Regions from separate parts of the Mus musculus genome. Here regions 1, 2, 3, 5 and 6 are each linked to region 4. A link is a contact called in public HiCAR-type, HiChIP or PLAC-seq and promoter capture Hi-C data. All regions are on one chromosome and are shown on one strand. The core of a region is the stretch at or near the end of the contact, and the rest is flanking DNA. Distances in the headings are between cores, read along the strand shown.

Region 1 (4,252 bases), core at 949-3,448, 1.3 Mb before region 4:
CTCGGTCTACAGTGTAGCCCTCTCCAGGCCTTGGAATCCACCAGCCTAGCTCCCTACACATCATTCCATTTTAGCATCAGATGTAGCCATCAAGAGTCACTGGATTCATGTTTTAACACCCCAGAAAGATCAAAGGTAACCGTTTCCTGCATCTATTACCATAAGAGTATATGGTGCCTTCACATGGGTGCAAACCTTTTCACAACGAGTCTTGAGAATTTGTGAAAGCTGAGATCTGCTTTCATGGAAAAAAATCCGGGGTCACACCGGGCGTGGTGGTGCATGCCTTTAATCCCAGCACTCGGGAGGCAGAGGCAGGTGGATTTCTGAGTTCAAGGCCAGCCTGGTCTACAAAGTGAGCTCCGGGACAGCCAGGGCTATACAAAGAAACCCTGTCTCGAAAAAACCAAAAAAAAAAAAAAAAAAAATCTGGGGTCACCCAAAGTGACCGCAAGTGGAATTCCGCAGCAATAAAATAGGGTAGAGAGGTATTGGAAAAGGACCTTTTTCTAGGTGGGTTCTTCTAGATGCCTCCATTTTTCATCTGCTTTGAAGCTGCTTGGATAGAGTCAGCTCATTGAAAAGTAAGCAAGTCCACAATTGTTCTACTGTGAGGAGAACCTAACTGGGAGATGTGTGTTCTCAGAATCCCACTGTGAACAGGAGTTTCCACAAAAGCATAGTTTCTACCAAGAAAATTTACAAACTAATGGAGCTTCAAACGAAAGTCCTGATGTGAGCTTAGACTGGATACATGGCTATATTACTGCAGCACTACAAGGCACTGTGAGGTCGTGTACGGCACCCCATAAATAAGCATGGCTCTAATGTGTCAATTAAGACAGCACAGCTGTGTTTGCAGAACTAGTCACAGGGTTTAAATTATTAGGTATTCAATAACAGAGGGCTGATAAAGAATGTGTGGCATATATATCTATTTACACACACACAAACACACATATGGATTTTTTTTCAGTTTTAATGAAAAATGCAGAAAAATGGATGCAACTGAAGATAATTACAACAAGTGAATTAAGCCAGCTCCAGAAGGACACATTTTCTCTCATTTGTAGTTGCTAGATTACATGTGTGTGTGTGTGTGTGTAAATCATGTATATATGTGTGATATAGAAGTAGAAGAAACTGTCTACAGGGCAAAGGGGCCTCATGGGGGACAGAAAAGATAGTGGGGTGTACTAGGAGAGGAGTTATGCTAAGCATAAAATATATACTTGTACAAAACCCTCAAAAAGTTAAAAAACAAACAAAGAAACCACTGTCAAGGTCATGCAACCCGGAGAGCCAGCAATGGATGCTTCTAGAATGGATGGATGGAATCTAAGAAAGGCAGCCTCAGTCCTGATTTCCTGTAAGTTTCCAGCATTACAAATGTCCCCAGGGCTTTCAAGCAATGTGACTGCGGGGGAACAATTTTAGTTTCTCTTACTAAGGCAAACTCCTCCGCCCAACTTGGTTTTCTGTTGTGGGATATCTTCACTCCTCCATTTGGCAGCTGTGTGTCCTTGGCTTTTGCTTTATCCCACTGTGACCATTGGCTTATTTGGAAAATGGATTATTCTAATATTCACTTCCAAATCTCTGGGGGACCACTTGTAACTGTTGGTGAAAGGCCACCCACCTACGAGGATGTCGATGTCGCAAGAAGCCACGGGGTTACCCAGCAAGGCATTGCCACATCTGTGCTTCTAGGTGGACTTGTTGAGAAGGCGAGATGAGAAAAGAACGTTCACTCACCAGGGCAGGCCACATGCTTTGCAGATTCGGGTACAAAGTGCATGCACACTCTTGTGCAAAGCAAGCAAGCAAGCAAGCAAGCAAGCAAGCAAGCAAGCAAACAAACAAACAAACAAAAAGCTAAGATTGGATGAACCTGTGGCTCCGTTGTTTGAGTGCTTGCCTAACATACCTGAGGCCCTGGATTCAGTCTCCAGCACCGTCTAAAACCTGCTGTTTGCATTTACAGTGGTAGTGTGTTCCTTCCCCCTTAAGAGCGATCTTTCTCCCTAAGAGTCCTTGGTAGCTAGGAGGACTTGCCTCTAAGGGATAATTGCCTTGTGGCCTGCGGGTCTCAGAGGAGGCTTTGGCCACTGGCTAGTGCAGGCAACAGGCACCGCCTCCAGTTCTGTTTACTTGTTGCTCCAGGAGACGCACCCATGCCCGGAAATCTGTGCGCTCACAGTGCTCCTGCATCTTGGGTCCCAGCAGCATCTCCCGACCCAGCCAGCATGAGCCACAGCAGCTCCTTGGGCTCCGGGAGTCCGGAATGTCCCTGCAACTCCTCACCTCCAGAGGTAGAGTTCCCGCAGCTGCTGCCTGGGAGGGGCGCGGGCATCTTCTGTTTGCACAGTGTCCTGGGTGGGATTGGAGCAGCTCAGTTCCCACAGGGGCAGTGGTCAGAAATGGCAGGCCTTGAGGTGGTGCCACTCTGACCACTAAGATTGGCTAAATTCCACAGAGTAGCCTCTCCTGCGGTTCCTCCTCCGCCCTATCCCCAGGGAACAAAGGGATTGCTCCACTGAACTTAATTTTCGATTTAGAGCAGTGTCTTTCTAATTTAGAGGTGGCAGGATTAGCCCTGGGCCTCTCAAGGCCTGTAGACTGCTTATCGTTCCCAAACAGCAAGCGTGCTTAATTACTCCTACACCATACTTGGCATTGGGGGACTTACAGGTGTCACACAGAAGTAGGCAAGTTCTGGACCTGTCTGGAGTCTTCTTCAGGGATCCTCGAACCCTTCCCCTCAACCTCTTACCCCTGTGTGTGTGTGTGTGTGTGTGTGTGTGTGTGTGTGTGTGTGTACACGTACTGCCCCTCTAACCTGGGAAGGGTCTCAGGGCATATCCACCATATGTATCTTCTTAACAAAATTAGTTTTAAAACGCAGGTTGGATTCTCCAACATTCTATGAGAATTCAGTTTTTCAGCACATTTGGCTATCCCCTCCCTACACTTCTACGTTTCTCTGCTTCTTCACTTATTTGTGGGAAACCAGTAAGTACAGTGATATGTAAATAAAACTAGTTTTATGCCGGGAGTGGTGGCACACGCCTTTACTCCCAGCACTCGGGAGGCAGAGGCAGGCAGATTTCTGAGTTCAAGGCCAGCCTGGTCTACAGAGTGAGTTCCAGGACAGCCAGGGCTGTACAGAGAAACCCTGTCTGGAAAAACCAAAAACAAACAAACAAACAAACTAGTTTCATTCCCTGATAATTTTATATTTTATCCTAATGTAGTCTCTATTCTCTGTGAATTAAGATGGCTGGGTCATATATAAGCATGTGATTGTCATTTGCATATCTTTTTGTTTTGTTTTGTTTTGTTTTGTTTTGTTTTCGAGACAGGGTTTCTCTGTATATCCCTCCCTGTCCTGGAACTCACTTTGTAGACCAGGCTGGCCTCGAACTCAGAAATCTGCCTGCCTCTGTCTCCCGAGTGCTGGGATTAAAGACATGCACCACCAAGCCTGGCGTCATTTGCATATCTTTAACGAACCCATTCAAGGTAAATCACAGACCCTGCCTCCAAATATATTCTTGGAAGAATAAGGGAACTCACCAAAGTGCAATATACCTGGTGGTTTGAATAGGAATGCCCCACCCCACTAGACTCCTGGGTTTGAAACTTGGCTCACAGGGAGTTGTTGGAATAGATGTGGCCTTGCTGAAAGTGTCACTGTGGTAGCAGGCTTTGAGGCCACCTGTGCTCAAGCCACGCCCACTGTGGCTCACAGTCTCCTGTTGCCTGTTGATCCAGTGGCTCACAGTCTCCTGTTGCCTGTTGATCCAGATGTGGAACTTTCAGCTCCTTCTCCAACACCATGTCTGCCTGCAGGCTGCCTGCCTTGATGAGAATGAATTACTTCTAAAGCCAGGCCCAACTAAATATTTTCCTTTAAAAGAGTTGCCATGGCCGGGGAGATACCATGATCACGAAGGTGGTTTTCCCAGGGCGAGGCTTATTCATTGCACTCCAGATGTGCTATGGGATTTCCCCAGACGCAGGAAACTCTACTGCATAATTTGTGGTAGTGGGGGACTGAGTTCGAGCTTTCCTCTGGGGGGAAAAAAAAAGAAAAAAAAAGAAAAAAGAGTTGCCATGGTCCTGGTATCTCTTCAGGGCAAAAGAAACCCTAACTAAGACATCTTGCAAAACATTCATACCCATAGGATATTTGTTTAATAAATAATCATAATAATTGTGAAATTATTTTTTAGGCTAAGCCTCTACCTAT
Region 2 (4,327 bases), core at 127-2,626, 1.3 Mb after region 4:
GCCTCTTCTTCAGCAGCAGCACCACGCCCGTGGGGTTCTCTCTCAACTTTCTCACCAGATTTTTCAACTGCCACCCAACCTTGGGAAAAGGAGGAGAGAGGCGTGGTCATGAGCCAGTGAACTTATGTTGAGGAAACTCAAGTTATGAGCAAATGGGTAAATGCAAGTGTGTTCAGTTTAGCGCTGACTGCTTCAAACAGTGGAAATACAGGGTACACATTGTAATTTCTTAATATAGAGGTTGTAGAGATGGATCAGCCATTAAGAGCATTACCTGCTCTTGCATATTGAGTGATTCACAGTTGCCTATCATGACAGGTCTAGGATATGATACCCTGTTCCAGCACATATGTACACACACACACACACACATACACAAAATTTTAAATGTTAAGGTAATTAAATTTTCTGAAGGGAAATCATTCAACTTTCAATCATACCCCAATAAATGAACTCACCACTGTCTGCCGATTGACTTGAATGACCTCATCGCCAGCGTGAATCTTTTGAGATCTGTCTGCAGGAGACTGCATAGAAACAAAGAGACCTGGCTTAGGTGTTTAGCCCTCTCTTTCAGCCTTTAGCTCTTTCTTCTGTATAAGAACCAGCAACGGAAATAAAGCTTCCTCAAGATAAAATAAAAACTATGTTTTAAAGTAGTCCATGGGCCTTAGAGTATGAATCTTGTATAATCTATTATGATGTTGGCTACAGTGGATAGCCTCTCCATTAACACCCAACTTTGTCTAAAATATAACATGTATGGGTACACTGTTGAAGTAGTTAGCTGATAAAAGGCATGAGTTCACCTATAAATAATAAATAAACAGCCGGGAAACCTTATACATCTCCCCGTCAGCATTCACCTTGCAAAAGTAGGTAAACTGTTAAACTTGTAAGGATCACTGTAATTCTTACAAACACAAATCTTATTTCTATCTTGTTTTACATATCACTATGATGCTACTCAAATAAGAAGTTAACAGACCAACACACACACACACACACACACACACGGTGGCATATGCACACCTACAGGAATATACACACATACATCCACAATCACACTGGTAAATATGCACATGAACATACACATCCTATACACACACACAATATGCATCATATGTGGGGCTGGAGAGATGTTTCTGCAGTTAGGAACACTGGGTGCTCTTCCAGAGGACCTAGGTTCAAGTCCCACATGGTATCCCACAACTGTCTGCAACTCTAGTTCCAAAGAAACTGGCGCCTTCACACAGACATACATGCAGGCAAGACACATGCACATTTTTAAAAGTATGTCTAGTACTTTCTGAAAGCTATTGCTTAAAAACAACAAAAAGTCCATAAAAGGATGTAAGCCAAACATGGTGCCAAGAACATTCTTGTTCACTGAGTGAATGAAAACTTTCTGTTTAATACATTTCACACAGTGAAGCAGAAAAGATAAATCTCTGGTTTCTAATTAAACATTATCTAGGTCACTATAATTAATTTTGTAACGTATATGAGTGGGTGAAACTTCAGTTTACAGTTACCTGAGGGCAAAATAGCACCTTTGAACATGAGGCCAGGCAACCAGACTCAAACACACTTGCTGGATTTTTCTCACTTGGCTGCTGCGACAGGCTCAACAAGAAATTAGCAGGCGGTGTTAAACTGCAGAAATGCTGTCTTTGGCTCATCAGGTGAAAGCTCAGAAAACTATGCTGGGTATTTTTTAAAAAGCATCTCGTATGTTGCCATAAGAACAGGCAAAGCCTCCCCCAAGAATAGCATCCAGCTCAACACAGGGAGGACGACACCAACCCAGAGCCTCTTCCTCTTCAGTTGCTTTTAAAACAATGAGTGTTCCTTCCTGCACCTGTGTGTGGACTCCTGAAGTTAGGCCTGACCCCGCGGACATGCTCATCAGCACCATCATCATGCATCTAAGAAAATGCAGGGCTCTGCTAAGAAGAACCTGCTGGCTTTCTGTCAACCTGGAGTGCAGGCTGGGAGCAAGCTTAAGTAGAGAAGCAGTGGGTGATCTCTGACCACCACTGCTCACCTTTATCCAAAGCCTCTAAGGGAAGTCAGAATTAACTCCACTGACACTTGAAGAGCTGGCCTGGAGCTACCCATGGATCACTGTAGAGCACCCTGAGCGCACCCTTGAGAAATAAGATTGTAACTGTTTCTCAGCTACATGACTCAGCCCGGGGTCTAGTAGTTCCAGGTCCTCAGTAACTGCGTGGTGAAAACTAAAGGAATAGGTAATGTCTAAATGGGCTGCCAAATTGAATTAAATGAGCATTTTTTTCCTACTTTTCTTAATCTTTAACTTGATTATGGCCACTTCTGTTCTAAGGTGGTTTCTTTTCAGTTCTGGATGAGAACACCAGAGCAGCCTATATGCAAAGAAACCATAGGTCTGCCACCCAGGTTTATGGTTCTGGTAGTAATCTGCAGAGGAAATAAATACATCTAACTCATCAGCACCATCATCTTAACCTTGATGAACTGAGGGTTCATTTGGGGCATCATTTTATAAGAGATGGCCTAGGAGTCCTTGTTTATGGACATGCAATCTTATTCAAAGGCAGCACTGTTTAGTCTCCCATCCAACTCTTCAAACAAAAAGGACAGAAGACGAGAGCAACCCAGGCCTTCCGGCAGCATCACGCCAGCACACTACACATTTATCAAAGAGTCATATGGCTTCAAGAAGACCTGGGAGAGTCTGGAACTGCCAAGGTCTGGTCAAGCTGGACAACATAACCACCAAATTACAAGACTTTCACCACTCTGAGCAGATGGGGGGGGGGGGTTTACTGACAAATTTCTCCTTGATCAGATACAAGCTTCTTTTCTGCAAGCACAGGAAAGTTGGTGAGATGCTCCTTGCGTCATGCCAATGTCATGCAAAAGCTACCCATAGTTCAGGTTGCAAGAAAAATCGTCACCTAGCTCTGCTTTTTTCAAACTCACACTGTTTGAGAGGATAATGAGGAAGCCCCGGGTTGGGGAGATGGTTCGGTGGGCAAAGTGCTTGCTATGCACACCTGAGACCTAACTTCAGATCTCCAGCACCCAGGTTAAAAAGCTAGGCACAGTGGCATGCTCCTATAACCCTAGAGCTATGGAGGCAGAAAGAGGAGAAATCCTGGGCCTTGCTGGCCAGCCAATCAGTGCTCTCCAGGCTCAAGGAAACATCTGCTCTCAAGGCATAAGGTGCTGGTGAGCACCTGAGGAAAACACTCGGTGTGGGTGTCTCTCCTCCACACAAATCATACCCATACACATGAGAGTGCACACACAAGCATGTACAGAAACATACCTGACACGCACTGCACGCACTACATATTCCCACTAACCCCAGTTCTTCTGTGAGTGACTCACAACAACAGAGAGAACATTATTTTTATACTTTTGGATTCGCACCTCTATGGTGCAAGAGGAATAATTAGCACAAGAGTGAAGGCAAAATAAATAAATAATAAGGAAAGAAAACAAAGACACAAAAACTTGACATGGCACTAGAACCAGAGCAATAAAGGGCAATTTAAATAATAAATTGACAACAGCCTGTTAAGAAGCAGGAGCCGGGCCGTTAAAGGCTAGGCTCAGAGCCAATCGGCTGACGGGATAAATACAACCGGCCATTGTCAGCTCTCACACCAGATAGCATCACGCTAACATCGTGCACACACTTAACCCCAAAGCTCAGAGCTCTGTCAAAGGTGTCTAAGCACACAGGGCTTGTACGCTTCACGGATGCACACTTACATTTTCTGTGGTTCCAGTAATCACATGCAGTCCGTCGTAGGTTGACTTGATGTACATGCCCTAGGGAGAAGCACCGACATGGGAACTCTACTCCAGCTTTCACGGCGAGCTGCCGTGAGACATGAACTTTAAAACACTTAACATTGTGCGCCTGTGTAGGCTTCCGTAACAGCAGGAAACTCAATCCAAAGAGGGAAGGGAGGGAGAGAGAGAGAGAGGGAAAGAAGAGAGAGGGAAAGAGGGAGAGAGGAAGAAAGAATATATGTGTGTGTGCGTCTGTGTGTTTGTGTGTCTAGAGAGAGAGAGAGAAGGAGGGAGACAGGGAGAGAGGGATGGAGGGGGAGAGAGGGAGAGAGAGAACACTAAGCAACTGAATGTAGATGAGATCAGACAGGTAGATAAGTGACTCTTTGATGTTATAACAAACTTATGTACTGGGCACACAGGATTCTGCCACAGTTCTAGGATGGAGGAATTTTCTCAGACCTGCTCAGGGAGCCAGGCATTACAAACAAGGGCTATTCTTCTGTGACTGTTGCTTTTTCCCAGAGAAACAATGCAG
Region 3 (4,444 bases), core at 1,308-3,807, 1.4 Mb after region 4:
TGCTGCCATGCCATTGTGTGTAGGTGCTGGATCAGACTTAAATCCTGCTAGACAAGCACGTCATCACCGAGCCATCCCCAACCCCCTTGAGCAATCTCTCTTTAAGGAGTTGTATGAAGCAGTCTTGGGGAGAACAATTCCCTACATTCCCAATGCTCCACGCAGATCTCAAGGATGGCCCTCAAGCCACCTTTCACATAATAACCTGGCATACAAATCAGTGGACATTTTGGGCAGAACTGGCATGAGGCTCAATCTCTTGCAGAAGGTCTGTTCCCCCTTGTCAAACTGACCCAAGAGTCTCTGCCAGGTGCCAGCCAGCCTGCCATAAAACATCGAGTCCCCTGTGCGCATGAGGTGGGCCCCCACCTGCTTCAGAGAGGCATCTAGATCGCCACACAGACATCCAAATTATGGATAAAGTTAATTAGATACTCTAAAATGATTTAGGTTCATCTAAATATGGTGACGGGGAGAGCTTTAAGACAGAGTGCAGCATAAAAGTAGCCCAGGGTCAGATGCAAGCTACACATCAATCTGTTTCTACAAAGGACAACAGTGATGCATGGGTGAGTGGGAGTGGGCACAGGGATGTCTGGGCGGCTTGTTCTCAGATGGGGATTAGCAGGGAGGGAAGGGGGCTGTCTTTTCCAGCCTATCTGCAGCTATGTTGTTTTTACAAGAAAGAACCCATGGGTATACAAGATGGTTTAGCAGGCAAAAGCAAATGCTGCTATACCTGGGGACTTGAACTCAATTCCTGGGCCCCACATGGTGGAAGCAGACAATTGAGGCCTGAGAAGATGTCAGGTGACTCCCACATGCATGCAAAGGTGCACACACACACACACACACACACACACACACAAAACAATGTTATTGTTATTTTTTTTAATTTTTAAAGAAAGCACTTCTGATCATTTAAAAAGTAGGAATAAAGTCTACAGGCAACTGAAGAACAAAGGCAGGGAGGGGCCAACATCTGAAAACAAATCACATTCCACAGCTCCAGACCGACCGTTTAATCAGAGGCCTTCCAATTGACATCCCTGGTTGCTGAGCGCTATGTGAGGCTGCACCTCTGCCTCAGCGCCCCTGGCAGCTGTTTCCTATCCTTCATCCTGTTTCCTCCAAGGCCATGGAAATTTCAAGGTGGTTCTTTCTGCTCCCAGAAGCTAAGTATGCAAGGCTGCATCCACACCTTTAACCGCCCAGGCATCTTGGCTGAAGGACAGGAAGTCCCTCCCTCCCGCACAAATGCTTCTGTGGGAAGGACTTTACAGGGGTTAGGGCCAAGGGACAGGGAGAGCAACGAACACAGTTGGGAAATGGGGAATGACCCAGTGAGAAATATCCTGAACATGGGGTGGTCCTAATCTCAGGTCCACCGCTCCATCTGGTCATGTAACCCCTAGGGTAACAGTCCCTTTGTACTGTAAAATGCAACAATGTATTCACTTTTTTGTTTTGTTTGTTTTTTGTTTTTCGAGACAGGGTGTCTCTGTGTAGCCCTGGCTGTTCTGGAACTCACTCTGTAGACCAGGCTGACCTCGAACTCAGAAATCCACCTGCCTCTGCCTCCCAAGTGCTGGGATTAAAGGCATTAGCCACCACTGCCCAGCTATAAGACAGCATTTGGGGTGGATGATTTAGGCATCCATCACTTCTCAAAATCATAGTGGTGGGGAGATGACAGGGCTGGACTTCCAGCCACAGAAAAAGTACCCTTTCTTACATTTCCCAAAGTCAAGAAAAACCCAGTCTTCCTAACAGGTAGGCTTACAGTTCAGAGACTTAAAAAAGACTTAAATCCTAGCACTCCCTGATACCAATGTGCCTCCACTAACTGGACCTTCTTTGTCCTTCATGATCTCACTCACATACATGCATACATCACACACACACACACAGAGCGAGAAAAGTGGGGGGTTGTGGGGAGATGGCTGTTGAGATGTTTCCCACTCTATGGGAAATCATAGCTGAAATCCTGCTCTGGAGGCCACCACTTCAATCAAAGATGCCTTACAGAACATCTAAGTCTGCTGTGGACAGGCAAACGGGGCTACATTTAAGCTCTTCACGGAACCTCAAGCTTCCCAGAGTAAACCCCAAGCCTGGGCACTGTATCTTGCAAGCTTGGGTTATTTCTGTCAGTTCAGTACTCACTCACTCTTACACTCACCTAGCCCTGAAACTCTCCCCTTCCCCGAGGCTGGTGCCTCTGACACCAGGAGGGATGCTGGTAAGAACAAGGCAACTCCCTTTTGCATAAACAGTCCTTTGAAAAGCTGGCAAGGTTCTGTGACTTGGGAAGGGAGGGATGTGACTCTGGTAATTGAGGTGCAGTGGCCACTGGCATTCTCTGCTGGCAGCCATTCCCACAGGGCTTATAGGCGCTGCTCTTACGAAATGACTTGTTGGCTGGCTTCCTTACTTGAGTTTGTCGAGGGTGAACATCTTCCATGTGAGGTTGCTCTTTCAGGGCCATTACTCAGCGTTGTGCATACTACACAATAGACACACCCAAATGCCACTGTCACACAATGGACGCACCCAAATGCTGCTGTCACAAGCACCGGTTATCAAGAGCCTTGGTGAAGCAGGAAGTGGGTGAGTCTTGGGTACTGACTCAGATAAAGCCAGAAAATATGGCCTTGCAGGGCACCTGAAGTGCCTACCTCCCCTCTGCTGTTGAGGGCGTTCAGTGCGTTGCCCACCAAGAGAGGCAGCCGTCAAGTCTCAGGACATTCATGGAAGAACTGAGAGAAGGCATTTAAGAAGTCACTGACCGTTCCCCCCTTCTCCTTGAGGATGCTAAGAGGTAGGCTTGGCCTCCCTTCTCAGTGGCTCAGCACACAGCAGGAAGTCAATATGACCTGATATTCTCTCTCCCATTGCTCTCTGAGATATGACTTACTATCCATGAAGGGTAGGGTATCCTTGTTCACTGTGAAACCGACGCTGTCCGGTTGAAAGAGTGAGCTGGCTCTGCCAGGACAGAGATGCAGCATACTAAGAAGCCCTTTGAGTGCCTCACTCGACACTCAGCACAAGCCACAGTGACCCCATGAGTCCAACTTAAAGCACTGTGCGGCCTGAGTGGCGTGCCACATACAGATGGGGACAGTAAGGACAAGAATATGGGGACAATGAGTAAGGACAAGAATGTCTGCAGCTACTATGCCAAATTGGCACACCCGGCACATAACCACTGTGCAATACTGCAGCAGCCACAGAGAAGGCGGGGTGGGGGTAAGAAACAGGAGGAAGACTGAGCAGAGGGAAGGAGACAGACAGACAGAGAGACCGGGATGGGGGTAAGAAACAGGAGGAAGACTGAGCAGAGGGAAGGAGACGGACAGACAGAGAGACCGGGATGGGGTTAAGAAACAGGAGGAAGACTGAGCAGAGGGAAGGAGACGAACAGACAGAGAGACCGGGGTGAATTAGGTAATGTATTTTCTCTCCGGAATATAGCTTAACTACGCCTCTATAGCAGGTAATTAACCACAGTCCTCTGATGTATCCTCCACCCCAGCAACAGTGACAAGCTCTACCTGTACACAATCCCCACTCTTGCTCTGAGACTTCCAGGGCTAACCTTAGGCAGCAGCCGAGCAAGCCAAAGGTTTTCACCTGGCAGGCCTTGAGTTGATTGATCGCCTGAGACCATCCTGAACCATCTCAAGAACCAAAGACAAGACTGTCGACATTGGAGGTGAAAGCGAGTCTCAACTGGACAATAAAAAAATAAGAAATAAATAAATAATCAAGTTAATCAAGCAGAATATGGGTGTGCCTAGCTGAGCGCCCCCTGCCACACTGAGCCACTCTCTAACTCTGGGAGTCTGTAAGGAAATAGAATGGAGGCCCACATAAGGTAATCTGTTGTTACAAGAAAATTAAGAGAGGCTTATTGGCTTCTAAAACATTGTAGCTACACAATTTCCACCAGGAATGATCATTATCTACAGAGCCACAAACCTTCTAAGGAGCTCCAGTGGCAATCAGATCATTAGGAAGGTCTGCTTCCCGCCTCCTACCACTTCCACAAACCCCCTGTTACAGCACTCCCATGTCCCCCTGAGTCTCTAAGGCTGCCTAGGGGTGTGTCTATGGCTCCCTCCTTTGTAATGATGCTTAGCGAAAATGTTCCTCTCTTCTTTGATTCACAGGACCATAATTTTCAGAGACAGAATTTTCAGGGCAGAACCAAATATTACCAAGTTAATTTTAAAATGCCAATATGTATCCTACTCAATCCCAAACCCATCTCGTGTGTGTGTGTGTGTGTGTGTGTGTGTGTGTGTGTGTGTGTGTGTGTGTGTTGTTAGGAACCCAACCCAGGTCCTTACACTTGATAGACAATTACAAGACTTTTTTAGATGAAGGAGAAATAAAAAAATAAAAATAAAAACCTCAGCCTGGCAGTGGTGGCGCATGC
Region 4 (4,144 bases), core at 365-2,864:
TCATCCATGTTGGTCACTTCTGCCTCCTAGCCCTTTCTCCGATCCCACCTAACCACCTCTTCCTTGACTTTAGCGATCCATTGTAAAGCTACTTTCTGCTTTTCAGCACTGCTTTTTATATTGAAATTAAAAGTCCTTACTCCTTATCTGTTTCCATTTTCGTGCATATGAGAGTACTCAAGCTTGCAGATGTGTGAGCACTCGTGAACGTGGAGCCAAGAGGTTGATCTCAGTAACCAACCTCAATCCCTCTTCCCACTTTCTTCGAGGCAGGGTCTCTGAATCAAGCCTTAAGTTCCCAAGTGTGTTCTACTCGGCAGACGTCTCTGGAGGCTTTAGGAACGCAGACACTTTGGAATCTCGAGGGAAACATGAATTTCCAGGTCTCGAGTTCTAACCATACAGTGCATCGCTCCTCTTGCACTGCAGTGTGCCAATGCCATACACTCACCTGCGGCTTTAGTTCCTCTGCTGGGACTAGCGAGTCTTTCCTGTGCAGCTGAGCTGCCAGTGTGAGACCCCAACTTACAGAGCATTTCTCCCTGGAAGGTAAAGAAAGCCCCTGGACGTTCCCCAAGCTTGCTTTCCCTGATCTCTAAAAATACAGCCAGAAAGAAGCTCTTTGTTCTCTATAGCCAGCAAAAAGCCTTTTTGTTTCTATACTTTACAACCAGAGATGCCTGCCTTCCTGTGCTGAGGACACGGAGATAAAAATTCAGAAAGAACTCACTACCCACTCCTGCCTTGTAAATTTCACCAAGGACACAGAAAAGAGAAGAACTCTCTTCCCAACTCCTCCCAACTCTTCCCAACTCTCCTCCCAACTCCTCCCAATTCCTCAGCTAGCTGTTAAAAGCCCCCTACTGCCACTGCTTGGGGTCGAACTCCCCTGCCCGGCACCGTCCTCAGCTAGCTGATAATAAAACCTCTTGCAGTTTGCATCAGGTGTGGTTTTCTCTCGGGTCACTGGGGTGCTGGCCAGCTCATCCCGGGACTTGAGCGGAGGCCTAGCTTCGGGGGTCTTACACCAGGAGGGGAGAGGAAGCAACCGAGAACCTTAGTGACTTCAGAGGACTAACTTGGCAGAGCACCTTGTCCAGGGACTGCTCTAGAGAGCCCAATGGAGGATTGTCAGAACCCTAGTGACAAGATCTGGAACGCAGATGGCTTCCGAACCCACTAGAGCGGGTGGCTTACCGTGCAGCAATGACTCCGTGTCCCGCAGCTCCCGCTCCTTCTCGCTCAGCAGTCGGGCGGCCGCGGCCAGCTGGGGGTACCCAGCGTCCAGACCACCGGCCTCCGAGCCCACGCGGCGCTCCAGGAAGGCCCGCAGGGGCCCGCCGCGGGCGAGGAGCTCCTCGGAAGGCGGCGGCGTGCGGCTGAAGGCGCGGCGGGCCCACAGGCGCCGGGCACCGCTCAGAAACCCGCTCCGCATCCTGGCTGGGCCGCCCACCTAGCAGAAAATATACAAACACTCTAGGAAGGTCTCCGATCCAGAAATGTTCTGCCGGAAATGTTACGAGAACTTCCGGCAAAGCGTAGTACAGCCTGGAGGTCCTCTAAAGTCAAAAGGCAAGCGGGCAGGGAGGTCTGGACGCGTTTGCCCCGCCTCCAACCCGAGCGCCGAAGTCTCCGCCCTACCCCAGGGGAGGGGCTCCGGATTCTCAGCTCCTCCTCCAAATGGGACAGGTCTGGGGCCTCAGCCCGCCCCCCTCAGGGCGGAGCTCCACCGTCTCAGCCCCGCCTCCACGGGGGCGTGGAAACCACCCACGCCTGACTCCCACTTCTAGTGGGCGAGCTCTGCTGCCTAGGCGTGACCTTGAGATAGCGAGTGCCTCCAATGCCTCAGCCCCGCCTTGAGACAGAACTTCACCTCCTCAGACCGGCCTCTAGGGAAGAGCTCCAATGCCTCAGCTCCGCTTCCTCGGCCCCGCCCTCCAAAGGAAACTCCAAAAGCGCGGCTCCGCCTCCTCAGCCCTGTTCTCTAGGGAAGGAGCTTTAACGCCTCAGTCCCGCCTTCTCGGGTCGGCTCCTGGAGGAAGCGCTTCCTCCGCCTCGTCTCTCAGGGTGGAGCTCCACCTAGTTCCGCCTACAGGCTGAACTCAGAAGCCTCACCTCCAGACCAACTCTGAAGCCTCGACTCCGCCCTCAGGCCGAGTTTGGCTGCTCCCCAAGACCTGTTCCCCAGCGAGCCAGGCTGGAGTGAACAGCAGGTGTCTGCAGTCTGAAGGTGAAGGTTTGCTTCTCAAGGCTGTGAGACTTAAGGATAGTCAAGCGACCAGCAGGCACAGAGTCCACAGCCACAGAAGTCATCTATCTCCAGTCTCTAAGGCTTAATTATAGGGTGGTCATCTGACATAGGTTCCTTTCAAGGACAGGCATATCCTACTAAACCTCCCAGGGACGCTACAAAATCTGTTTTCCTATCGTCACCCACCACACCAAGCACTAGGTTTCTCCGTTTCCTGCCTCACATTCTGATTCACTCAATCCGACTCTCCATTGCTCTCTCACTTTCTTGCTGTTGCTCCCTCCTCCTCCATATCCAAGTTAAAACTAACAAACTACAACACAATGAAGCATTTTAAAACTTTCCTCATTCTGCTCTGAAGTTGTAACTCTCGGGGAGTACTTGCTTACCTTGCTCAAGGCTGTCTGCAGCCCTGCAATTAAAAAAAGAAAGAGAGAAAAATCAAAGGCCTCCCTCTAGTGGACATCCACCCTCCTGACTACTAACTTATGTATTTGCAATTCAAAAGACTTAACCACTGCCTACCAGAGAAGTGGGTAACAGGATGTGAATAAACCAGACAAGCCACTCCTGAGGATGCAGAATTTGAAGCTTAGTCTACTTGCGAATTCTACTGGATTACTAGCTGTTTTTTGGACCATGGTGGTTCACTGCTGATCAAACTGTTCTCTGTTTAGAATCAAATGGGTACTCTTACCATTAACACTAATCAAAATTACTAATTTCAAGATTATATAAAATGAATTTTGCATCCTATCTAATCAATCCTTAGCATCACATACAAGGGCACTGGCATGAAGAAATGAAGCGGCTCTTCAAGTGATAGCAAGGAGCTCCAGCGCCTCAAATGTCCCTTCCCTTTTGGCACCCAGGTGACACGATATGCAAATGTTTAGCTATAAGATAGAGGTTGAGACCCGTTTTGTTTTGATTCTGACCCGAGTATAGAAAAGAATTGTGGTGTGTTTTCTATCTCTACCAGGAAAAGTTATTTCTAACCCTAAACTCATTTTGAAATAAATGGTGAGGTACTTTGATTTTAGTGTGAGAAATCCCTCCACTGCACTTTTAAGACACCAGCAATTTCAAGAACATATTTTATTTCTTATAAAAAGGTACTCTAATGTTACATAACAATGTGAAGACTCCACCCAGAAGTTGTTATACTCAGATAAGCATTACACCAATAAGCAAACAATAACTTGTCTAAGGATACATGGGAGAATTCTTTATTAGTTCAAAACATGTTAAGAAAATCAGGTAATGCATATGCATTTTACAGTAATACCCATAAATGCCACAATATAGTCAAATGAAAACACCTATTATTTGATTTCCTTTGAAAACTCAGACATATTTAGAGACTTCTGTATTTTCTTACAGTATTGTCATGCTCAAGTCTATTACATGGTAAAAACTGTAGCACTTTCAGGAAGTCTACTATTGTACATAGGGAAATGATGAAATCTGTTCAATGGAAGAAAAACCCAGACAAACTTGAGCTGCAAGGAAAAGAATCTGGAGTATCTATTCAACTATGAGTACCCACAGGTATTTTGGTATTATAAAATAGCCAAGCAGGGCTACTCTTATATTCATGTACTCGGAACCTTTTTGTGGTCCACTAATAAATATATTGATAGAATACAAAATATGGAAATAGATCACTAAATAGAATGAGCATGAAAGTAAGAAATTATACATGTTCAAAATGATGTATTTCACAGAATCAAATTCATTAAAATACTTTTTTTTAGTATTTTGCAAACTCTTTAAAAACACACACAAGAAACACTATGACAAACGGGTTAAAGCTTGAGGAACAACATCAAATTTTCTATACTTCAGCATTGTATACATTGCTCAGGGGATGGTATATAGGAAGGCATTAAA
Region 5 (4,559 bases), core at 1,904-4,403, 1.3 Mb after region 4:
AACACACTCCACCCAGCAACTAGGAAGCTGATGCAGGAGCATAGACAGTTTGAAGCCAAGCAGGGCTGTATGCTGTGTCTCAAAAACCAAAGAAACAAAAGAATGAGGAAGAACTGGCAGACCTAGTACAAACTAACCAAAGATTCATGGGCAGTATGTATTCCTGAGACCTAGCTGCTCTGGAACATCAGGACACGTCTGAGCTACCCTCAGCCACCTCGATGTCGGGGACAAAGAGGGAACAATTAAGCACAATCTATACATCTATAGCATACATGCACAATCTATACATCTATAGTATACACATACTCAGGAGTTTGCAGAACTTTCTCTTTCACTAAGAAATGACTGGTTAATAACAACATACAGCTTTGGCTTTAGTGAAAAGAACTTTAAAAAGACTTTATGGGAGGTTTAAATTTATAATGCTTCTAGTTTAAAAAAAAAAAAACTTTTAGGAGCTGGAGAAATGACTTGGTAGTTAGGTTATGGTCAGCGGCTGCTCTTCAGTAGACCCATGTTCTGTTCTCCGCACCCAAATGGCTGGTCACAGTCATCATGACTCCAGTTCCCAGGAAAACCAAGGCCCTCTTCTGCCTCTGCAGGCACTGGGCACATATGCAGACAAAACATCCAAACACATAGAATGGAAATAAGTTTTAAAGCATTAATTTTAAAAAGTTAGAGGGGCAGAAGAGCTGGCTCAGCAGCTTTGAAAGTTTGTATAAATTTCAAAATATTTCCTGTAGTAACATCAATATTCTATCTAAATCTTATATTCACTTTTTCCCCCGTCACTGGCTTTTTCCCTAAAGTTTAAAATAGAATATCTTTATTCAATGGAGAAGAAGAAATAAGGATAGGTTCCCATCATTGCTTTTAATGTCAAAACCTCACAACTGAATGGCTAAGGAATCTACAGGACACACATGTTTGGAAGGGAAGGACTATGCCCAGCATGCCAGGGACTGCTCCCTCACTCTGTCACCTACCCAGGTGCCGATGTCTATCGAGAGTATTCACTAAAAAAAGGAGCAATTAAACTTTAAAGGTACCATACATAGCTTTGCCTCTTCTTCTCTCCAGTGCTTCAGGCTCTGGTCATATTTTAATACATGTGACCAGGTAACACGGAATCAAAGTAAACTCACTGCCTACATCTACTAAATGGCAACCCAAGAACTATGTCATTTATCGTTTTCTGTATATTATCAACTTGAGCAAGATCAAGTCGAATAAAATGAGCAGCAAAACTCCCCTGCTGCCTACCATCTCTCCATCAGAGAGAGAGACTGTTTTGAATGATGTGTTATAGGTAAATGATGATCAATGAGCGGCCTGAGGGGGAGCACAATGCAGATATGCTATGGTGGTCCACACAGCCATTCCCCTGTTACAAATCTAGGATGGCATCATTCAACACTGGCACAACCCTGTTCACAACACCTCTGTCTTCCACCTTTTTATCTTCAGAAAACCAGAGCTTCACCCACTTGGTAAAGAGCCTGGGTGTCCATGACATTTCTCACTGCCCGTGAATGTTTCCCACCAATGCTGTCCAACAGAACTGTCTGCGGTCTTGTGTTCCAATATGGTGGCCACTGGCACCCACAGCTACTGAATACTTGTGATAAAGCTAGCGTAACGGAGAGCCAACTTTTATTTAATTAGTTAGTCCTCACATAAGCAGCCAGATGAGGCAAAAGCCTTCTCAAGAGAACAGGGCAGCTATGGTGTATGTCAGTCACCCTCTGCCCCTGAGTGGTGGAGGGGGGCACTTGAACTTGGGATGGTATCCCTTCTTACCCTCTAGCTATAATTGATGAGTTTGGAGACTCCTTCTCTCTGGTTTAGGTTATTCTCTATTCTATCCACTTTTATCATTGCTCTAAAACTTTCCAATGATTTCTTACCCCTACATCTTTTCTTAATCCAACTTCTGCTTACTTCCTGTCCATCAAAAAAAAAAAAAAAAAAAAAAATCAACAGCCACTAAAACTAGTTTACCTAGAAACCTCTTTAAAGCACCAGGGCCAACTACAGCTGCACAGTAACTGACCTGCAAATGAATTATTCAATGTAAAACACTCTCAGGTAAACACCCCATGATCTGCATGGCAGCAGATTAAATAAACACTAAAATGATGCTGTGTTACAACAGTATTTTACTGAAGATTATATGAAGACTGAAGATATTTAATAAAGTGTTAGACTCTCTCAGAAAAACATTCACTTGCAGACTCTGGAGGAGGGGTGCGACCCCTCATCCCCCAGCAAGGCAGTCAAGGTGCACTGCTGTTCAGGGTAGGTCCCTGGTGAGACTGAGGTCACAGCATGGTCTATAGAGGAAATTAGTAGGAAATTGTAGGAGATACAACACAGCTTTAGGTTCTGGCATGGGTCCAGCTTTGTTCATTTTAGTGCAACGCTTTAAGAGGAAGCAAAAAGAAAAGCTTAGAGAGACTGTCCACGGGGCCTCTGCTATTTCTCCTCCTCCTCCTGAGACACATAACTGCTGGAAGCTGACCTGTTCTCCTCGTCTTCATGCTACAAATTTCAAAGCAGTTTTCTAGTCCTCAAAGTATACCACAACCAAAAAGACAGACGCAACAGCACAGGGCATTCCAGCAGAAAAGACTACAAGGCTGTGTTTCCCGGAAAGTGTGACAGAAGTAAACTCAAGCATGTTTGGCTCTGAAGAGCAGACAGTTTAATAATAAACAGGATGCCGGGGCATATCCCAGCCATGCAGAACACCCACGAGTGCGTGGCCACATCTACGGTGACAGTTAGTGTACAGATGAGGGGAACAGACACCATATTCCCCCAGGAGTCGCAGAAGGAGTAGCCTGGAGCAGAGCCAAGATTAGGATACAAAAATCCTGCCTTCCCGGCCAGCACGCAGACCTCTTGTCCACTGTGTCTCCCTTGTGACAGCTCATTTATCAACCACAAATAATTTCCCCATTACTCTCCTAAACAAGAGCTGCGCGTCTCAGAGCAGAAGACAAGGCTCTGTCCATTTTAAGAAAAAGAATACTCGCAACGCAGCAAGTATTATATAATCGATGGAATGCAGACCAGCAGTGGCAGCATCCCCACACACTCATTCCCACCATTCTGGGTGATGTAATTGTATATCCCCTTGGCTCAGCTTCAGAGCATTACTAAACCAGCCTGAATGCTGGAAAGGGGGAGGGGGAGGGGTGCCAACCCCGACAGTTAAGTGAACAGTTTCCTAAGCGTGGCACCATGACAAGAGACCTGAGTCCCACCCATGCCAGCCAGTTTGTAAACAAGTACCTTTATGGGTGTTTTTATGCCACATCTGAATGAATTCCTTAGGAAGCACAGGTGTAGCCATACAGGACTTGGGCAGAGTTCACACACCTGCCCTCTACAGCGAAACTCTGGAGCAAAGTTCACATTCCTGCCCATCTAGCTGCCATTTCTTTGGTTGATCATGTCGAGCACAAACACCAGTTGTTTAAACAGAGTATCTGTGAAACTCACAGTGCTTTTTATAGTCACAGAAACAGACGTGGACATATAGCATTTTTCATTTCGACTTTGAAAATGGCATCCCCATTAACAGCTGTCTCCATCATTCTGTGCTTTATAAAAGATGGAAAATAAGCCTAACACAGACACGTGGGGGTTTTTTGGTAACAGACAACACTTTTCTGTACATGAGACAATAAACACTCTGGGTTTTGGAGGGGCATGTGGTCTCTGTTAGAGACTCCATTCTGTCCTCGCAGCACAAAGGCAGCCTCGGATAGTAAATACATCCACAACTGTGCACACTGAGTCTAATAAAACTTTATTAGCAAATGGGGGTGTGGTGTTTATGTGAGTGGGTGTAAATGTGGATAAAGGCTAAGAGGCTAGAAATATGACCAGAGAGGGTAAAGAAAGGTGCAGAGGGAGAGTGGGGTAAACAAAAAAGATAAATGTGCCAACAAGGAGGGAAAGAGTCTGAGGGAAGAAGGGTGAGAACGGAAGACAAGGGTGGGGGAGAGAGGGAAGGGGAGAATCTACTAAAATACGCTTTATTTAAAAACATCATGTTATCTAATACCTTGTATGCTAATTTTTAAATTCCTTCATTCACTCAGATGGAAAAGAAAGGGAAGATGGCTCAGACAGTTGGTAAAATACTTGCCTTGTAAACATGAGCCCTAAGATCAATGCCCAGCACACAGATAAAAGCTAGGCTCAAGGCCACAGAGTTGAACTCCAGGGGTTGGAGAGGTGGGAACAGAAGGACCCCTGGGGCTTACTAGTCAGATATTCTACTCTAACTGGTGAGCTGGAGCCAATGAAAGACTATCTCAAAGGTGGACAGCGTTTCCATGGGTAAAGCTCTAAATTGTCCTTCATCCTCCACACAGACATACACACATGCATGTGCATTTAACATGTAAACGAGCACTCACACAAACATATGCATGCACGCATGCACGCATACAAGTGTGCCAGACTAAGCTCACGGCTTATGAATTGCCAGCCTCCGTTCTAGAAGCTGCCTTGTCTTCTCTGATGGTCCGCTGATACTT
Region 6 (4,255 bases), core at 974-3,473, 1.3 Mb after region 4:
AACACAGACATAGCAGGTGAACTATCTAAGCTAGGCCTACATTTCTACCTAATGCACTCCAGGTTGGCAAATGACAGTCAAAAAGTTTCTTCATTTCTGGTAATATTCAAACTTAAAGATATTTACTCCCTCAAACTCTTGGGGGTGGTGGTGGTTTGAAAGAAAATGGCTTCATAGGCCCACAGGAAGTGGCACTACTAGAAGATGTGGCCTTCTTGAAGGAAGTATGTCACTGGGGGTGGGCTTTGAGATCTCAGATGCTTAAGCCAGGCCCAATGGCTGGCTCTTCTTCCTGCTGTCTGCTCTGAATATAAAATTTTCAGCTACATCTCTAGTACCACTGTTTGATTATAACATCTGGCTGGAGCAGTTACATATTGAACTATTTATGATTTACTTCTTTATGTTCCAGCTGTGACATCCTATCACATACTACCTGGCAAATGCTTTTATGTGTGCATCTACTATCATCCATGATTGCATTTGGTGATTGTCGTGATGTTATAAAACAAGGAGGACTTTAAGCAAAACAAGATCCTCTAAGTCTAAATCAATGTGAGCAAAGCTCATACAAACCCACAGGGCCTGGAGGGGTCTGCAGTGATCCTCTGCAAATACATAATGACTTCCAGCTTAGTGTTTTTATGGGATTCCTGAGTGTGAGTGGGTCTCTGATTCTTGTACCTTCTCTGGGCTCTTTTCCTTCTGCTGCTTTGCCTTGTCCAAATTTGATGTGATAGTTTTTAACTTAAATCATATTTTGTTAAAAAAAAAAAAAGAATGAATGAATGAATGAATGAATGAATGGAAAACCTAGCCACTGTCATTCTTACCTGCTGGGACAGGGACAATCAGTTTTCTCCAAGAGTGACACTTGGACAGGCTTCATGTTCAGGAGTAGTTGGCAAACATACAGTGGACTCTACAGGTTTTGGTGTGTGTGTGTGGACACTTTTATTTGACTACAGTGTGGTGGGTTGGGTTCATTTGTTATTGATTTTCTTTTTTTGGTTTATGATTGTGTTTTTGTTTTTTTTGTTTGGAGCTTTTGTTTTTGTATTTTTGTTGTTGTTGTTCCTTGAGAAAGAACTTAAAGTTGGGTAGGTAGGGAGTGGGTAGAAGATCTAGAAGGACTTGGGGAAGGAGAACATAATTAAACATATAAATCTTTAAGATGTTTAAAGTAACACAAAATAAAATAGAATTTAAAAATGTTTAAGTGAAAAACATTTCTTTAAAGGGGAGGGGGGGGGGGATGAAGCCAGGCAGTGGTGGCGCACACCTTTAATCCCAGCACTTGGGAGGCAGAGGCAGGCGGATTTCTGAGTTCAAGACCAGCCTGGTCTACAGAATGAGTTCCAGAACAGCCAGAGCTATATAGAGAAACCATGTCTCAAAAAACAAACAACAACAACAACAACAAAAGTGTGTATGGGGGGTGATGGGGTAGGGTCAGGTTGGACAGGACTAGGAAGTCACCAGGAAGTTCCTGTGCGCACACATGCATGTGCAGACCTGTGCGCACAGACACCGAGTTCCTTCCTTGGCTGCCCTTCCATCGTACATACTGAAAGCTGATCTTTCACTGACCCAGAACTTGCAGACTCCAGCCAGTCTAGCCGACCAGCCTGCTCCTGGGATCCCTCATCTTGACAGCCTGGGAGTGCAGGAGGTGTAGAGTTACCACACCTGCAGGGATCGGAGGGATCCAAACTCTGGCGCTTTCCTTGTTCAGCAAGCTCTTTATATACCAAGATATCTCCCCATTTTGAGGAACTACTATTAGCTGTTGCTATATATTTCAAAAGCAGAGTTTTACAAAATCCTTTAGCAGCGATAGAGTTTTTAAACATAATTCAGGTAAAAACCTCAGACGAAAATACAAAGAAAAGAGACATTGTGGAGGCTGTAGAGGAAGCCAGAACTTTCCCTGGACTTCCCCCAGAGCTTCCAGGAAGAGTGTGGGAGGGAGGCACCATCTGGTGTAATAATTTGAGTTGAGCGCTGCAGACAAGAGTTAAGTCTGAGTTCTGAGAATCCATTCTTAGGACGCTCCTTCAATTTAGAAGAGACATCTGCAGAGAAAAGTGCCCATCACACTAACCATGCTGTCCGAAGCTCTGCACACCATTAAGCAATGGGACTGTAACCATCTTCCAGACCAGAGAGTCAAAGCAAGCATCGTGTCTGGGCACAGAGCCCAGGTCAACAGGAAACTGGCAGGGGCCAACGCTCCTGGAACACAGCTCCTTCCTTGCCCTTTCCTGTACTCTGCTCACAGGCATGCGCTATATACTGAATGAATCACCACAGAAGCCTCTTCAATCCTGTTTGTGGGGGCTGCCCTCCCACCCCCCACCCCCAGCCAACAGATTAGTTTCTTGAAGTGCCCCAGACACTGCTGGGAATATGTTGTTGTAAGTGTAAAAACAATGACACTGGCAGAGGTGGCTACTGTGCCCCTTAACACTGCCACAGAGGCATTTAAGATGGGGGGAGGGGAGGCCTTACTAACTCCAGTCATCCTGCGCACTGCACTTCAGGCAGGTCACTGGACAATCCCAGTGGTGAAGTATGTGGACGCTGGGCTTCAGCTCTGCCTAGGAATACCTTGGAACATTTCTTTTCTGTAGTGTCATTTACGTTTGTTTCTTTCGCTCCTCTACCACAAATTCATAAAATCCCAAATGCTTGGAAGAATTTATTTCCGTCTTTAATATAAGTGCCCACACTGCCAACGGCCAGGAGTGGGTCACTTGTAAATCTGAAACCACGTTGAATACTCTTTTTCCTTGGGTTTCACATATGACACAAAACAGAAACATTTCAATTATGTGTGACTAAGAGTAAGAAAAATATACAACTCTATTTAAAACACTTAAATTAACAAGATAGGGCTTTTTCCACTCTAGCAAAATATTGTACATTCAGTTTTAAACAAGAGTTAATATGCAGACACACATTTTCAAAATACCTGATCCTAGTTGAAAATCAGTGACGATGAGGCTTTCCAAGATATTTCTAATTAGCAAAAATGTGTACACCTGGGAAGGACTGTAGGTTTCCCCCCCCCCCCCTCGAACACAGACATCAAACAGATCAACACTGCAAACTGACCAATGCCTCATAACTCTAACTCTGGTTGCTTCTGCTTCCTGAACAATACACTTTGGCTGTCAGCAAATCTTATAGCTCCTTTCCCATATACAACTGCAACACCATTCACAAAAAGCACACACTTCTTTGCATATGCTAAGTTCCATCAAAGCGTGCTCGTGAATTTGTGTATTGGCTCACCTACATGGAGGCTGTTACTGAAAGGGGGGTGGGGGGGTGGCTGGGCGCGGGTAACAGCTGATCTGTAGGTAAAGAAAGCCCTGCTACAAAGAGCCTCACACACATCATTCTGTGGCGGACGCTGCCATACTTATAAATATGTTCTATAGCTTTAAAAATCAAAGCAAAGGCTTTTCTCCTTTGGCTTTTTCAGATGCAGAAGTTGGACCACAAACTGACTATGGGTTTTATCTATGCGACAAAACCCATCAATTTCAGTCCCCGCTGTCCAAGAAAACAAAAGTGAACAATTTTGCCAATTCCTGACATTAAGTTGTCTGACCAACACCACACTTTAAAGAGCATGTCTCCATGTTCCCACAGTGGGACGGCAGAACTAGGCAGGCTGTGCCATGTCTGTCCTTCCTTCTGCCTCCACAGATGGCACCTAAGATCCACTGGATTTGATGCCCTCTGGTTGACTTGAACACTCCAGGAACAACAGTATACAACCTTAAAAAAAATGGAATGAAGTAAAGTTGCCACGGAGCACTGTGGAAGGAGTCTAAAGAAGCTGTCCACTGAGGAAGAAGGCACTTGCTAGCAGGAGACAGGCAGGAAGCTGGTGGAGCAGCCACCTCAGTGAGTCAACAGCTTGAGGCGAGTCAGCCAGCTGACCAGCAGCGACGGCTCCCCAGAGGACGCCTTGGCCGATGAGGAGGCTGATTTCTTCTTGGAACCTTCCTCCTGGAATGGAATGGTGGCACTGCTGTGTAGGTCGGAGTTGATGTAGCACCTGCTCCCTCGGATGTAGTCCGCACCTCGGACCAGGTGCCGCTCAGTCAGGGGTCTAGAGAACCGGTACATAGGAGAGGCACTTTCTTCAGTGATGGGTGTGATCCGCTCATTGCTGAAGTACCGGCAGAGGGCATCTTCCCCTGTTTTCAAGCAAAGACAAACTATCAGGACAAGAACCCCC

The links. Promoter capture Hi-C pulls out the DNA fragments that hold promoters and counts their contacts. HiCAR-type assays count read pairs that join an accessible place to other places. HiChIP or PLAC-seq counts read pairs in DNA pulled down with a chosen protein or histone mark.
Region 1: a contact with region 4 is called in a promoter capture Hi-C map of hematopoietic stem and progenitor cells. The contact joins the promoter of Ccdc170 here to the promoter of Mtrf1l in region 4. A contact is called at or near these places in 7 of 39 promoter capture datasets (the C10 cell line, hematopoietic stem and progenitor cells, liver and 3 more).
Region 2: a promoter capture Hi-C map of liver shows a contact between it and region 4, with 3 times the contacts expected there. The contact joins the enhancer-like site here to the promoter of Mtrf1l in region 4. A contact is called at or near these places in 6 of 39 promoter capture datasets (the 3T3-L1 cell line, embryonic stem cells, hippocampal neurons and 2 more) and 1 of 484 Hi-C or Micro-C datasets (embryonic fibroblasts).
Region 3: an H3K27ac HiChIP or PLAC-seq map of extraembryonic endoderm stem cells shows a contact between it and region 4, with 7 times the contacts expected there. The contact joins the enhancer-like site here to the promoter of Mtrf1l in region 4. A contact is called at or near these places in 4 of 39 promoter capture datasets (the 3T3-L1 cell line, embryonic stem cells and hippocampal neurons) and 3 of 115 datasets of contacts at active chromatin or transcription factors (embryonic stem cells, extraembryonic endoderm stem cells and pancreatic cancer cells).
Region 5: a contact with region 4 is called in a HiCAR-type map of astrocytes, with 5 times the contacts expected there. The contact joins the enhancer-like site here to the promoter of Mtrf1l in region 4. A contact is called at or near these places in 2 of 39 promoter capture datasets (liver and pre-B cells) and 4 of 115 datasets of contacts at active chromatin or transcription factors (astrocytes, forebrain, large pre-B cells and 1 more).
Region 6: a FOXA1 HiChIP or PLAC-seq map of pancreatic cancer cells shows a contact between it and region 4. The contact joins the enhancer-like site here to the promoter of Mtrf1l in region 4. A contact is called at or near these places in 5 of 39 promoter capture datasets (the 3T3-L1 cell line, embryonic stem cells, hippocampal neurons and 2 more) and 2 of 115 datasets of contacts at active chromatin or transcription factors (large pre-B cells and pancreatic cancer cells).

What each region holds. Positions count from the first base shown.
Region 1 is chr10:4,480,317-4,484,568 of GRCm38.p6, forward strand. Ccdc170 (coiled-coil domain containing 170) reads left to right here and starts at 2,199. Exons shown (of 11, transcript NM_001370992.1): 1 at 2,199-2,312. The coding sequence starts at 2,247. It overlaps Gm22739 (a small nuclear RNA gene), which reads left to right and starts at 3,918; the gene lies at 3,918-4,077.
Region 2 is chr10:7,134,590-7,138,916 of GRCm38.p6, forward strand. Cnksr3 (Cnksr family member 3) reads right to left here. Exons shown (of 13, transcript NM_172546.2): 7 at 3,766-3,825; 8 at 459-527; 9 at 1-79. Among named protein-coding and RNA genes, the nearest start is that of Cnksr3, 75 kb to the right of the region's middle. Within about 2 kb of position 1,377, at least 9 of the 459 cell types and tissues checked have an H3K27ac peak or open chromatin away from gene starts, as enhancers often do.
Region 3 is chr10:7,186,919-7,191,362 of GRCm38.p6, forward strand. All of the region lies in intron 1 of Cnksr3 (Cnksr family member 3), which reads right to left. Among named protein-coding and RNA genes, the nearest start is that of Cnksr3, 23 kb to the right of the region's middle. Within about 2 kb of position 2,558, at least 79 of the 459 cell types and tissues checked have an H3K27ac peak or open chromatin away from gene starts, as enhancers often do. A contact at or near this core is called in extraembryonic endoderm stem cells and pancreatic cancer cells, where this site is marked.
Region 4 is chr10:5,822,329-5,826,472 of GRCm38.p6, forward strand. It overlaps Mtrf1l (mitochondrial translational release factor 1-like), which reads right to left and starts at 1,615. Exons shown (of 7, transcript NM_175374.3): 1 at 1,198-1,615. The coding sequence starts at 1,435. Rgs17 (regulator of G-protein signaling 17) reads right to left here. Exons shown (of 5, transcript NM_019958.4): 5 at 3,335-4,144.
Region 5 is chr10:7,156,033-7,160,591 of GRCm38.p6, forward strand. The region is part of intron 2 of Cnksr3 (Cnksr family member 3); the gene reads right to left. Among named protein-coding and RNA genes, the nearest start is that of Cnksr3, 54 kb to the right of the region's middle. Within about 2 kb of position 3,154, at least 171 of the 459 cell types and tissues checked have an H3K27ac peak or open chromatin away from gene starts, as enhancers often do. A contact at or near this core is called in astrocytes, forebrain, liver and 2 more, where this site is marked.
Region 6 is chr10:7,116,373-7,120,627 of GRCm38.p6, forward strand. Cnksr3 (Cnksr family member 3) reads right to left here. Exons shown (of 13, transcript NM_172546.2): 13 at 2,690-4,214. The coding sequence ends at 3,916. Among named protein-coding and RNA genes, the nearest start is that of Cnksr3, 94 kb to the right of the region's middle. Within about 2 kb of position 2,224, at least 140 of the 459 cell types and tissues checked have an H3K27ac peak or open chromatin away from gene starts, as enhancers often do. A contact at or near this core is called in pancreatic cancer cells and second pharyngeal arch cranial neural crest, where this site is marked.